Regions from separate parts of the Rattus norvegicus genome. Here region 2 is linked to region 1. Evidence: chromatin contacts called from public Hi-C data. All regions are on one chromosome and are shown on one strand. The core of a region is the stretch at or near the end of the contact, and the rest is flanking DNA. Distances in the headings are between cores, read along the strand shown. Region 1 overlaps Ttc7b (tetratricopeptide repeat domain 7B). Region 2 overlaps Ttc7b (tetratricopeptide repeat domain 7B).

Region 1 (7,030 bases), core at 204-2,703:
AGAAGAGGAGGAGGAGGAGTCTGACACTAAAAAGTGAAAGAGAAAAAAAAGAATGAAAGCAAAAAAAAACAAAAAAAAAAAACAAAAAAAAAAAAACCAAAAAACCAAAACCAAACAAACCTTTAGAAGCACAAAGAAAAAACTAGCTTTTAATATACTCACATAAGCTGCAAAAAAAAAAAAAAAAATGAGGTCATGTAATAAGTCACTCCTCTCTTGAATAGGATACAAGTGCTTTTCAAAGAAAACCAATCTGTTTTCCACCGGTTATTTAATTGCTCTGCAACATCATGGAGTAAAAATAACTGTGGTTTACCTGGGCACAGATTCAGCAGTTTGCGCCCCTGAAAATAACCCATCTCTAACCTGCAGCAGACACACTTCTCTTCTTAGTCCACAGATTTGTTTTTTCTAAGAAGCACGTATACAACTTCACTTGAAAACTCAAGTTTCCCAAGGTGCGGTGGGCCGAGCACAATGGCATGTCCCATGGTCCCAGTGTGGTGGTGATGGAACTGATGGAACGTTAAACTGTTTGGGTGGTCTCCTGCTATGTGCACTGGCTGGCCCTTTGGAAAGAAAGCTTCGGCCTCAGGCCTGACAGCTGCAGGGGATGAGGTGAAGAAAAGACCACCACAGCTGCAACCGGAAACCTCCCCAAAGTGCATCAGACTGTCAGTGAAACACTGTTTTGCTTTGGATTGGTGTCTGGTGATACTCAGCAATGATTAAAGATGAGCCCCCTTACCCCACAGCCTGTTTTGAAGGCAAAAGAAAGGAAAATGATCCCCTCTCCCTCCCTTTATTTCAGGAACTACTGACTTATTCCAAAAGAAAGATAATGACTCATAGCTTCAAAACTGTCACTCACTGATTCCTGCTTCTCACTGGCTGGAACCTACTAGGGGGAGAAGTGAGGCCAGGGGACAACAGAAGCAATGTCATATTCTGTAATGGGGCCTTCGTAGTACCTGTCTGCTTAATAAAACTTAATCAGGGTTTATGCTTTATACTTTTAAAAATTCTTACCATATATATTACATATATACACGAACACATAACTTAGTGATGTAGAATTCATTATATTAGAATCTCTATTCTGATACATTTAAATTCTAGAGAAAAACCAAATGTACACCAAGATGACCTACAGCTTCTCAAGAGCCTGTGTGCAGTGGGGGCTTTTGGCCCTGGGCCCCAGAGTGGCAGGACCAAGGCAATGGAAAGTTGCTATGGCTTTATCTGAGACCTTGTTCTGATGTCAGCACTGTGTGATTTTCCTGTGTCAGATGCCCTGGGGTTTAGGAAAATCAGCATCCAGCATGGCTCTTGGTGAAAACATACTGCCACCTGTCAGCTCGGTTCTCCCTGACAGAACCTGAGCCTAGAGCCACTCCTGCTACACCACGGCTGGGTTGAGCTTCCTTTTCTCTTCTGCTCTGCAGCCCGGTCTTTACTAAATGAGCAAGGCTGCAGTGGCTGTGCAAAATTAGCCGACCGCTGCCAGCATCGCATGAGCCAAAAGCTGCAGCAAGGGAAGAGCAATGCCTGAGGTAGTGTGGCTGAGTGAGAATCCCCCGTGGAAAGCACGGGTCTGGGAGCTCCTCAGTTCTGAGACAGAATGAGGGCACTGTCGAGGGATGTGTGGGAAGCGACGATCAGGACTGTAGAGTGCACAGCGGTGCCTGCTCCTGGTAGGGGTGTGCTCATTCCGAAGGGTAGACAGAAAGCTGCTGAAGACACAGCATTCGGGAAGAAGGGGGTACTGACAGAGGCAAGTCATGGAGCCCCCGTTTCTCCACCATACATCATTACTGTGACTGAATGGGAAGTTGTGCTTTCTCTTGAATTCAAAATGAGAGGAACGGATCAAATCCATGGGCAGCTGAGGTAGATGGACTCCAAAGGTATGAGTCTACGGTAACTGTGCCCCCAGATACCTCACAAGGAACCAAAGAAAATTGGCTTTTATTAATCAATAAGGAGGCATTGTTTCCACTTCTAGGTAAAGCATCCTATGTCTTCTGACTTTCACTGTCATTTCAGAGTGTTTTATGCTCAATGAGATTTCCCTTGAGCAGGCCTCCTAGCTCCCTGATCCCTGGTCTATTATAAAGGATGCTGTGTAAATAGCCCTGATTCACACAGCAGGTAAGAAAAGGGGTCTTGTGGGCTCACTTACACTGTGAAATGGCCAATCTGTGGCTGACGTCTGGGAGGGGTGGGCTCCACTGCTGTTTGGTTGGGACAATAAGGGTCAGAAGCCCAAACTGCAGATACTTGGATTTCCTTGGAATAAGGGATCAGCCACACGAGAGGCAGGATGGAGAGGGGAGCAGAACAGTGGGTGGTCATTGTAACCAGAGCCACGTAGTCCACCTGGACAACATGGCACCTGAGGTCTACCCTGCAGAGGGCATCCCTGACAGCCGCAGGGCAGCAAGAAAAGGGTCTCACTCCTTTCCTGCAGCTCTCCCTTAATGATAAACAGCATTCGTTCATGTCTGGGGACCTCACGAGAGAAATAAGATCCACGCCAGCCGAAATGGAAGAGGTTGAGATTGACCATGCTGTTCTCGTGGGACACTGAGGAAGAGGCCAGGGGCTGATGTCCCTCAGCGGCCACAGCAGCTCTTTGGAATCAGCTGGAATTTGAGCAAAAGTCCCAGCCTCACCTCATTTTGTCTAGAGCTCCCACAGCCTGACCTTTCCTTTCTACGAGGGCCTGAAAAGCCTGGTGGGAGGACAAAGCAGGGCTAGGCCTTGGCATTGTGTCCACCCACAAATGCTGAGCAACCTGGGGTGAGCTACTCCCAGAGCTGCCGGTGAGCAGTACCTGCTGGCCTGGTTAAACTCTCCAGCCACAGCTTGTGTCCTTTCTTGTAACCAGCAGTCACCGGAACGGGAGGGCCCGGGGGCTTTGGGTGGAACATCCTAGGCTGATTTTGAATCTGGCGAAAGGGAGCTTTGGCAGGAATGAGTCAGGAGAAGCTATGAGACGCACTCCTACCAGCCCTCTGGGTAGATTTTCCAGAGGATAGGTCCAGGGTTGGGGATGTGTCACGAGGACAGGGAAGTGACCCTGAGGCTGCTCTAAAGTCAGCTCATAAAGGAGGAAGTGAACCACACAAGACTAAGGCTTCCAGCGTCCCTTGTCAGGGGTTGGGGGAAAGTGGCAGAGCGGGTTCTAATGGAGTCCTAGAACTACCTCTAAGCTGGAAGCTGAGTGAATTTCATTATGTCTTGTGGGTCTGTGGGGTCCCCAGATTGTCTGTGATGACCCAGCATTACTGCTGAACTGTTTGTTTGCAGCTGTGAAGATTAGGGGAGGTGAGCTTGCTTCCCTGCATCCACGGAGCTGTGGCCACGTGAACACGAGCACCCCACCCCCGAGGTCTTTCCCAGCCGAGTAGAAATGCTTGCTCAGCGGCAGTAAAGTGCCATGGGCCACCACACGAGGACAGTAGAACTAGCAGTTCAGAAGCCCCTGTCACCCAACAGGTTCTCCTACTGGAAGCATGTGTGTTTATGTATGCAACTGATTAGAACTCAGAATGGCTGATTTCAACAAGGGCAGAAGCCTATGGGAGGCTGAGAAGAGAGGAAACCTGTCACACACAGAAGCCACCAAACTGTAGGGAAAATAGATTTAAGGGTCTATCTGGGCTCAGGATAGCACTTTCCTCACTGTGAGCCAACACTGAAAAACGAGACTGAAGGGGTGCATCTCAGTTAACCCCTCTCACCCTCCACCCTTCTCCTGGGGTCTGTCAATCTCAAATACCAACCCAGCACCTGATCCCACCTTCTGCTCGCCACCCCTCTGGCCTTTGATTCTCACCTGTCTCAGGATCGCTGAAGTCTGGCAAAGTGATTGTGTTAAGCTGTCGTCTGTCAGCGATGGTTCTATCTAAGAGGCTGCTCCCACGTCCAGAGTCACTGCAAAACACATTGTAAATGTCAGTCACTTGAAAGACAAGGTGAGGCCGGCACAGAGTGCAGAAGCCCAGGGATATCTGTGTGTGTCTGGACATTCTCATCGGTCCACGCCTGAATGTCCTGTGCCCAGGGCTTCAGGGATGTATATCCAAACACAGCTTCCAGGGTGCCCACAGATCCTTGCTGCTTTTACTCTTTTGTCATTATGAGAGGCAACAGCAGACCGGGCTGGTGGGACGGGTACCACGGGTACTGCACTTGCTGCCTATGCCTCACATGTGACTTTGATCCCCACAACCAATGGTGGAAGGAGAGAAGCAACTCCTGAAAATTGACTCTGACCAGCACGGGTGGGCTGAGGTGTGTCTGTACCTGCACACACTTGCAATCTTGTACTGCACACAGGAAGGGAGGGAGAGAGGGAGGGAGGGAGGGAGGGAGGGAGGAAGGGAGGAAGGAAGGGAGGGAGGAGAAGGGAATTCTTCTAGTCAGTTTCTTTGTCCTCTCAACAAGGAGAGAATGGTTGGCTTTCAGTGCCTTGAAGCTTTGGAAGGAATTTACCCAGCCCCAAATGCACTACCTTCTAAGATGTCTTTACCAACCACAGCAGGGCTATGGACTCTGTGGCAGGAGGAGAATTACCCAGAACGTTCCCAGAACTGAACAGTGCAAAGGCTTCATCCAGAGCAAGTATACTAGAGCGCCCAGGACAATCACTTCTCAAATCTTCTACAGCTCTCAGGGCAGCTGAGGGATTTGAGGTTTCCGGAGTGATCAGTCATGAACTTGGGTGTGTCCCCAGATGAATCTGAAGTCCCTTACATAGATAACATTCCCGCTTACTACATGAGGAAAGGACAGTGTGGAGCCCTTCAGTGAAAGTCACAGGGGAGCTAGGGCTGTAGCCCTCCGGCTCTCCCGGCTTCAAAGGCTGGCTACAGGGAACTTGGTGGAAACACTGCAGGTTGTGGTGCCTGCCTCCAGACAGCTACCCCACCAGCTTCCTGCACTGCCCATCCTTCTGACTACCTTTTCTCCAGACGCCTTGGTCTACAAGGCGTCACTAATTGTCACTGGCACGTGGATGCAGTGGGGAACACTGTGGGCTGAACAGGGGTGAAGCAGTTAGAGGACTTAGACCATACAGATCCCAAATCTATGAAATAGGTAGAAATTATTATCATTATTCCTATTGTGGTAATGTCTGGGGGTCTAGGGTTTTTTTCTAATACATTTGAAACTACAATTTCAAGGAACACAGTTTCCTTCCTGTGTGCAGCTGCTGCTGTTTGTAAGTGGCAAACAAGATTCCTTATGAACCTTAACCCAGTGTACAGGCTACAATTTCCGTGTCCAGATAGAGAAACACAGGAAGCTGAGGAAAGCCCGCTCACTGCAGACTGTCAGCCTGCATTTACCGTATCATCCATACCGACTGGCTGGAAGCGGCACTGTTAATTATCTCCACACTGAGAAACAAAAAAAAAAAATCTCCCTCAGTAGAAACAAGGCAAAAATCCTGAGCAAATAATCATACAACACGCACTGAATGTTTCTAATACTGCTCTGTCCCTGTAGTGTTCTTAATGTAAACAACCACAAAGGGTTAGTGATCTGAACACTGCAACGGCTCCCCATCCAGGCGGCTTTCGGAGCTTTGTCTCCATTCTGGAGACTCCAAAGGGAAGACCTGCCTGGGCGCTCCTGGACCACACTGGAGTGTGGTCAGCTGCAGTGTTGCAGGATTCCACCTTGCCGAGTTTCAGAGCATGAGCTTGGCTGCCACGTGTGATGTTTGAAAGGACCCATAAGCTGGGGTCCTGGAGCCTGGACGGGGATCTGGGCTCTTACTTAGTGTCTACCAGTCATGAGTTACTTTGAGAAAGAATTGTACCTGGGTGACTTTTCTGGCCAGATGACAGAAGGAAAGATTATCCTCCTACACAGAACGGGGTAACAATTGAAAGAGTGTACAGATAGAGCATTCAAGTTAAGACCTCCAGGCACATGCTAAGGGTCAGAAACACAGTTCCCTTTAAACACTTGTCTTGATCACTATGCTTGGTGAGTTCCCAGAGACAGCTTACCTCTGGCTTTCAGGTGCAACTGTGGGAGATGTGGGAATCTAAGGGCTTCCCCTTTCAAACATTAGAAATCAATTGCAACCATAATCGATAATAATAATAATAATAATAATAATAATAATAATAATAATAATAATGACCCAAGACCCATCTCCTTCCATTAGCAGAGCAACTACATATGGGTCTATCCTGTTTGCCTTCCATCGCTTCTTTAAAAACAGCATACAAGCAACCATGTATCATTTTTTTTTTTTTGGTTCTTTTTTTCCGGAGCTGGGGACCCAACCCAGGGCCTTGTGCTTCCTAGGTAAGCGCTCTACCACTGAGCTAAATCCCCAGCCCCGCAACCATGTATCATTCAAAGATGATTGGGATACTTTTCTTCCATATGGGATATTTTCTTTCTATATTCATCCCTCTCTCCGACTTAGATGTCACTTCCCTCCCTCTACTTGGTCACCTCTCATGAACTATTTACTGCTGCACCTCTTCTCTTCTCAGCCTGGCCCTCAGGCTGTCAGAAAATCTCCCAAGGGAGATGGCAGGAAGGATAGGAAACCGTCAGTGGGGCTAAGAGGTAACTTCAGGAGAGGAAATCAGGAAGCTGGAAATGTCTACATACATATGTGTGCACCTCCAGGAATCACCACTCCCTGTTACAACTGAGAATTCAGAGTGTACGTAGTAAACGCTGGTTACAACTGTAGTTTCTCTTAGAGACTCTTCCTGCCTTCCACAGCTGCAGAGGCTAAGCAAAAGAGACAAGGTAGTGGTGGTGATGGACCAGGAGTCAAAATGCTGGAGTTCCTATTACGGACTTGCCTCTTTCCAGCTCCTAGGATATTGTGTGACTCATGAGTGTACTTCATCTAAGAGAGGGCTGCAGACAGAAACCTCTACAGAGGCTGAAAGGAGAGGTGTGGGTCGGTTTGGCTATGCTTCCTTCCTCCCTATGGGATGCTAATGTATATTTGTGCCACTATGGCTGGGAGTTGTTATCTGCTTTT
Region 2 (7,092 bases), core at 1,712-4,211, 130 kb after region 1:
AGCCAGATCCGTGACAGACAGGGCTACACAGAGAAACCTTGTCTTGAAAAGGAAAGAAAAGAAAAGGAAAGGAAAGGAAAGGAAAGGAAAGGAAAGGAAAGAAAAGGAAGGAAGAGAAGAGAAAGGAAGGAGAGAGAAGAGGAGAGGAGAGGAGAGGAGAGGAGAGGAGAGGAGAGGAGAGGAGAGGAGAGGAGAGGAGAGGAGAGGAGAGGAGAGGAGAGGAGCAAAGCTAAAGATGTGATGAAAACAGTGCCTGGCACGTGGTAAGTCCCCAAGAGCCTGTATGTAAATCAACACGCCTGATGCTTATTACCTTATCACTATTGCCTTTAGGTAACAGTAGCTGGAAAGACTCCAAGTGTGAGAATTATATGAATTTTCTCTGATTTTATCTATTTTTAAGCAAAGCTTTACTGAATACTGCAATACTACACAATTATTATTAGTTAGTGTATAGCTAGTGGAACAGCTAACCCCAGGGCCTTATCATCACTCCTGAAGGAAGCCCCGTCAGCAGCCCTTTCCCAGGCTACCCCTTTCCTCAGACCCTGGAGCCCACTCACTCAGTCTCTGCCTCCATAGATTGGCCGTTTCTCCGCAGTTCATAGGACAGAATCGTATAGGATGCGATCTTCTGTGCCTGGCTAGATTTATAAAATGTTTTCTAGGTTTACAATTATTTAGCAAGTAGTTGAGCTTTCTTGCTTTTTAAATTGAAGAAGTGCACAGGCATAAGATTAGCTGCTCACAAGCTGCATTTGGTATGATATTGTATGGCTACTATTCTGTATTTCAAAACTTTATTCCTTATGATTGCCAAATAATATTCCACTGGGAGGAAATGCTTCATTTTTAAAAATCCATTAATAGATGAATGAATTCTGGAGGTTTCCCACTTCTTGTATAGTTGAGGAGTCTGCCACAAGCCTTCATGGCACCCTCTCCTAAGAGCCTATGCTTTAGTTTTCTTGGCTGCACAGAAAGGCCTGGAACTAGTGGATCATGTGGGTAACTGTTGTGCTTTGTTCTTAAGTTTTGTTTGAAAAACATCACACCTGCCTAACCATAATCTTCTGGAAGAATTCTCAAGTAGAAGAGGAGGTGTAGGGGCAGATGGGACTCTGAGCAGACATCTGGCTTTGAACCCTTGCTTCTAAGCACGATCGCCCTGTGAGTCAGGAGCATGCTGTCTAACATCTTGGAGCCTCTTTCTCCTTGTCACGAAAACGTGCAGAGTGACTGTGCCAGTGACAGTGCCAGGGCCTGGCATACAGAAACACTGAGCCAATAGTCACCACCCTCATTAGCAGGCATCTTCCTGGTACCAATGACAATTCTCTTCCTTTTTTTTTTTTTTTTTCCTGTAAGAGAGATCTAAAAATACAGGAAAGCCTCAAACAGAAAGCAACCGTCACCCGCATTCCAGTTCCTCAGAGTTAATCCCCACCAGCACAGCCTCAGACTCTATCCCGAGTGTGATGATGCCCTGTCCCTATCACTGTGGTCTTGGCTCATTTGCTCCCAGAGAAGAGAAGACACATCCCACTAGGACTCTGCAGTACAAATGGAACCCCTGTCCCAGCCTACTAAAGCAAGGGTGACAGTGATCAGGGGACATAAGCAACTGTCCTTGCCTCACTGTATGAAACCCCAGTGGGCAGCAACTAGGTGTGGAGCTGGGATGGACTTCTCAGAAGAGCCACTTGTATAGAATAAAGAAGCTAGTCTTCAAATAATGTAAAAAAAAAAAAAAAAAAAAAAAAAGGCAGCAGCAGACATAGTGTCCCTGAAGACTTGGGGACAGGACAGGCAGGTAAGATGGCCAACCAGCCAAGGCACCTAAGCCTAACCTTGTAACCTGAGCTTGATCCCTGGAATCTCTATGGTGGAAGGAGAGAACCGACTCCTGCAAACCGCCCTCTGTCTTCCACACTCCACATGTACACACAGACACTAAATAAACAAACATATATAACTTTTAAAGTTTAAAAAATGATTCAGAATAGACACCTCTGCAGACTGTCACTTAAAGCACTGTCTTAAAGCCTTCTAAGGAGTCTCTGAATTCCTACTGCCTCCAAAAGGAAAACCAATGAGAGTCGACCAACACAAACAACATAAAATATGAATGTGGGTCAACAGCAGTAAAAGGCCTATGCTCTTCTTACAGCATCTAAATATAAACAGGAAGCCCTGGCCAGCAATCCGAGATGCCTGGCCCATTCCATACAGCATGCGACCTCCTACCATAGCACAGCCATGACCTCTAGAGCAGAAAGGGTGGGGGAGATCAAAGATGTACAGTTTGCTAGCAGCTCTCCATACCAACAAGGCCAGACAGCATCCCCCACCCACCACACACAAGTCCTATTCCTCACAGTCTGAGCTTCCCTTCCACCATAGCAAAATTGGCACACAGGAGCTCTGCAGTGACCTACTTCTGACATCAGTACCCACCACACATGGAGTTCTCCAGAAAGCTACTTTTCCCCCTCACCATCCAAAGTGATCCCAAAGCTTCAAATGCAGAACGAGGCTTCTTAAAGAAAAACAATGGGGCCTCTATGGTTCCCCCTGTCCTCTCTAGAAATAGAGAAGCATAAGCGGGGGTGGGGGGGGTAGGGGTGGGGGTTGTGTCCCGGATCTCTCTCAGAGGGTATTAGCAGGGCCTTCCCTGATTCCTGAGCTTTCTACTTCAATAGTTACTTGGGACACAGACCACAAAAGATCAGAGAACTGTCTTGTTCTAGATCTCACCTAGAAGGTCATGCTCATTTGCAAACACAATTCCTAAAGCTTGAGACATGATTCTGTCACTTCAAAGAACCTGTCAAGCAACCCTTGAGCTTCCGCATTGGGCATCCTTACTAGCACTTTCACCCAGGAGGAATCAGGGCACAGCTCCCGCTAATGTTCTCATACCCAGGCATATGCTTCCTTTCCCTTTTCAAAGGTCGCTGTGTACACTCTTTGCTAAAGCAGTCCCAGGCACTTGAGACAGGCTGAAAAGCCTGGGTGTGACCGGGCTGAACAAAGACAGGCTGTGGAGCTTCCTCCTAGAGAGTGTTGGGCGTTCCCGGACCCTCCTCACTAAGTTCCGGTTAACAAAGCAGCCCGAGTAGCTCAGTATTCTCCTTGCATCTCTGAACTCCCCTTTAAAAAAGCAATGGCCCCAGTCTCGGAGACTGCAAATACCAACTCGGCCTGTAGGGACACTATGTCACCCTGCCTTGTGGCGGGGTGGGGACTGTAAGGTATTAATATACAAATGACAAAATAAAAAGTTAGGTGTGAGATGCACCTGGGAAGGAGCAACTGCGCATGCGCTAAAGTGGTTCCCGTCTGGATCTTGACGGGGTTCCTGCGACCCCTGGTGGCAGCTGCTCCCCTACTGCAGAACGACCTCTGACCCCTGCAAAAAGTCCGGATCCTGACAGATGTGAAAGCCACCGCTTTCGGTTTATCATCTTGCTATATAGTTCTGGGTTCTAGAGTTTTAACGAGTCCAGAACTTCAGAGTGTCCGCGATATGCTTAAACAAAAACGTCTGAGGGCTGGTTGTGCTGTTTAGTAAAGGCTGTCTGTCCATAACCTCCTGCAGATCTATACTGGTTCTAAGAGCTGCTGCTCAAATCACCTCAAGGCAACCAGGATCAACCTCTGTCACTCAGGGTGTGCAATCTCGCGGTGACACAACAGTGAGGAGGTGAAGTGATGATCTGCCCACCCGCTCTCTTTAACATTTCTTTTTTTTTTCGGAGCTGAGGACCGAACCCAGGGCCTTGCGCTTGCCTAGCAAGCGCTCTACCACTGAGCCAAATCTCCAACCCCCACCCGCTCTCTTAAACGGGGACCCTATCCATGCTTGTCCCTCGGGTAGCAGGGGTCACGGGGAATAAGGGGCAAGTGCTTGGGACATGTTTAGGATGATTACCAGCTGTAATCATCACCAATAATTTAGTACTACGTATCCAGCAGTCCCTACATAACCTGAGGCCTCTCTGCACAGAAGTTACCGCCTCTGATTGGTGCTGGGCAAGGCACAGGGCAAGACATCCAGCTAAAGTGGGACTCTGCTTCCCGCTCCCCCTGCTCTGCACTCTCCCCAGCCCACTGTGGACAGCTACACCCTGTGCCACACTGCAACACCTCGATTTCTACAGAACAGTCTGTGCTCTGCTCCCGCCCCCAAGAGAGCTCAGAGCTTTCCAAATATGGGTGTGTGTGTTTTCTTCTTCATTTCCAAAGCATCATGAATATCTGGGGGAAGAAAATGAGCACTAGACATGGTTTGGCAGCCACAGGAGACTAGGAGAGGTTGTGACCAAGCAAGGCCTGCACTCAGGATCCAATCAGTCAAAACACAAGAGCCAGGCCAGGTGACAGCCCACATCAGACTCTGCGATTCCAGGCCCTTAGGAGATCCTAGGAGGGACCTGACTGCCTTACATTACAGAGGCTCTTCAGCCAAACAGATTGGAGGTAGTCCATAGACCCAAAGGTGAGTGTCAGCACGAGAGGAGCTACAGACAAGGTAGTGTGCTTCAAAGCATGCCCTTGACCACATCTATATTCATCAAAATAGGCAGCATTTCAAACACTGAAGATCCCTCACCTCTGACTTAATTTTATCGGAATAGGCCCCTCAGCAGTTGTGCACCTGCATGCCCGGTAAGGCTTTAACAAACAGTCTTGTGCAGACAGCCTGTGAGGCAGCTCTACCGCCGATCTAGTACAGGAGGCCAGGCAAGCAGTGTAGACATGCCACGGCGTCAATGTCCAGCCTGGACCATGTGCCCGTGTGTTTGCTAATCACACGAAGTCACATAACTATGGAAAGGCAAGTGACGGGAGTGAAATAATTAAACCAGAGCAGAATGACAAGCCACACTGTGCTAACTATAACTAGAGGTGGGGTCAGCGGACGGCGGGTAGGGTCTGCAGGCAACAACTGTGTCACTGAGGGTGGACCCAGCTAAGGGACGAGAGAATAGCGCCACATTGGAAGAAGGCAAACCCAGTTAGGGAGTGGGCTGGGAAGAGGTGAGTGGGTAGGCAGGCAGCCTGGAGAAGAGGGTGGGTAGGACACAGCAGGATATGTGGTCAGCCTGGCCATCTGGGAGCTGTCCACAACTCTAGAAGGAAAAAAAAAGTGTGCCTACGTTTAGCAGAAAACTCACTGAGAACCCAAGCTTGGAGCATAGGGAAACTCTTACTTTACTGTGGATTTTCCATGGTCCATTTTTAATTTCAGCTTCACTTGTCCTGACACTCGGGTTGCTGTCTAGCTGCTGGCTTTATCATATGTGGACATCACCTGCCACAGTAGGAAACACACAGAGGGAACGTTTCCTGTCACTCGGACCTCTTTCCCGAGAGCAGAGCTCCACGGAGGACCCTACCTACACATAACCCTGTTCCCACCTGGGAGCGCCAGGATCAGCCCTGTTCTTCTCCTTCACCGTGGCGCTCCACCTTATCTGCAGAGAATCCTTTAGTCCTGACCAACAAACTAGTACCCTAGAAACCCCTGTAGGCCAAGCAGATCCCCAGGAGAGCACGCCTAGGTGATCAGAATTCATCACTTTAGCTCCAGCCCCATAGCTTCCTTAAGGTCCAGGAAAACCTCGTCCTGTGATGCTCCCCGCCGGTTCCCTCTTCCCTTGCCTCACCAGCCCCTTACACACATACGGCTTGACCCCACTGCCTGCAGCCTCTCTTTCAAACACCTCCCTGTTCTGTGTCTGCCCTGGCCTTGGTACAGCCTCTATACTTGGAATCTAGGCTTTGGCTGTCTCACTATAGCAGTTAGGACCAATGAGGACAGAGGAAGCATGCTAGTCTTTGAAATGAAAGGAATTTAATGCTTGGAACTGTCTGCATAAGAGATGAAAGATGAAGAAGAAAAGCGACATGGTTACCCACCCACCCCGGATTCTAGCATCAGCAGGAAGCTGCTGCCATCACAAAAGCTGGAAAGGCCAGGGAGAGGAGGTGGAGTTGAAAGGGCCCAGAAACTGGGGTCATTGTGTGGGAGTTAAACAGAGAAGGACATTTCATTTGTCAGGAGCTGGACATACTGTGACTTTTCTCTCATCCTACCCCATGCCTTCCAGCAGTGCCTTCTGGTGGCCAAAGCCGGGCGCAAGTCAACTGATTAGCCCTGGGAAACAGCCTGTAGAAGTGAGAGCCTTGAGAGGCAGAACACAGAGGAAGGGTCAGTTCACAGCTTCCACAAGCCTCCTTCCTACAGTCTTCTTTATTTCCTTCCTAGCTAGCCTTGCCCTGTGCAGAAAGATCATTCCTACTTATATATTCACTCAAGGCAATTTTCATCCTTAAAACTTGCCAATGGTTGGCAGTTTCCTGGCAAGAGAAGATGTAGAATTTGTCCACTAGACTGACGCTGTCAATCAACTGCATGTACAGAAAGTGCTGTGTGCCTTGACTGTGATGTGTACTGAGTCTGCTTTATAACATGGGCAAAGCGCTGTTCAAATCATCACCGAAGGATGAAACACAGAGTTCTTGCAAAGCTGTCAATCCTGAAACTGGAACCAGCCAAAAACAGCCAAGATTGTTTGTCACTATTGACTGGCTCAGAGAGCCTGCCACTGAAAAGAGGGCACACAGCTGGCTGTCTGCTGCCTACAGCTAGGTGTGCACATCACTGAGCCTCCAATTCGGGAGGCGGGGCTGGAAGACAATCCCCAAGGCAAGTTTGGGCAATGGAAAGAAACTGTCTCCAAAAGAAAGTCAAAACAAAGAAAACACCACAACAAGCACCGAAATGCCAATGCATGTCACATACAGAACAATGTGGAGAGTGGGTAAGGCTAGGAAAGCCTAAGTGACAGGGCAGCAAGAGAGGAATCAGCAATCCAAAACCACAAAGAAACCTCCAGATCCATAGGAATGTCTAAGGAGAAGCACCAAAAACCGAAGTGGAGGGAACACTTCTCAAATCACCTTCTGTCGTCAATCCTCATGATAAAGTCAAGCCTTCACATGGGGCCACAGGTGTCCTGTATGTACACAGATATAGAGAGCCTCAACAAGACCAACACCCCAAACCCAGTACACTGAAAATGA

Evidence for each region. Hi-C and Micro-C count contacts between places; a contact is called where the count stands out from the background.
Region 2: a contact with region 1 is called in a Hi-C map of kidney, with 2.2 times the contacts expected there. The contact joins two enhancer-like sites. A contact is called at or near these places in 3 of 12 Hi-C or Micro-C datasets (kidney, liver and psoas muscle).

Annotation. Positions count from the first base shown.
Region 1 is chr6:125,360,783-125,367,812 of GRCr8, forward strand. It overlaps Ttc7b (tetratricopeptide repeat domain 7B), which reads right to left. Exons shown (of 22, transcript NM_001401371.1): 17 at 3,842-3,939; 18 at 1-26. Among named protein-coding and RNA genes, the nearest start is that of Calm1, 150 kb to the left of the region's middle. Within about 2 kb of position 1,454, at least 10 of the 93 cell types and tissues checked have an H3K27ac peak or open chromatin away from gene starts, as enhancers often do.
Region 2 is chr6:125,484,735-125,491,826 of GRCr8, forward strand. The region is part of intron 3 of Ttc7b (tetratricopeptide repeat domain 7B); the gene reads right to left. Among named protein-coding and RNA genes, the nearest start is that of Ttc7b, 40 kb to the right of the region's middle. Within about 2 kb of position 2,962, at least 37 of the 93 cell types and tissues checked have an H3K27ac peak or open chromatin away from gene starts, as enhancers often do.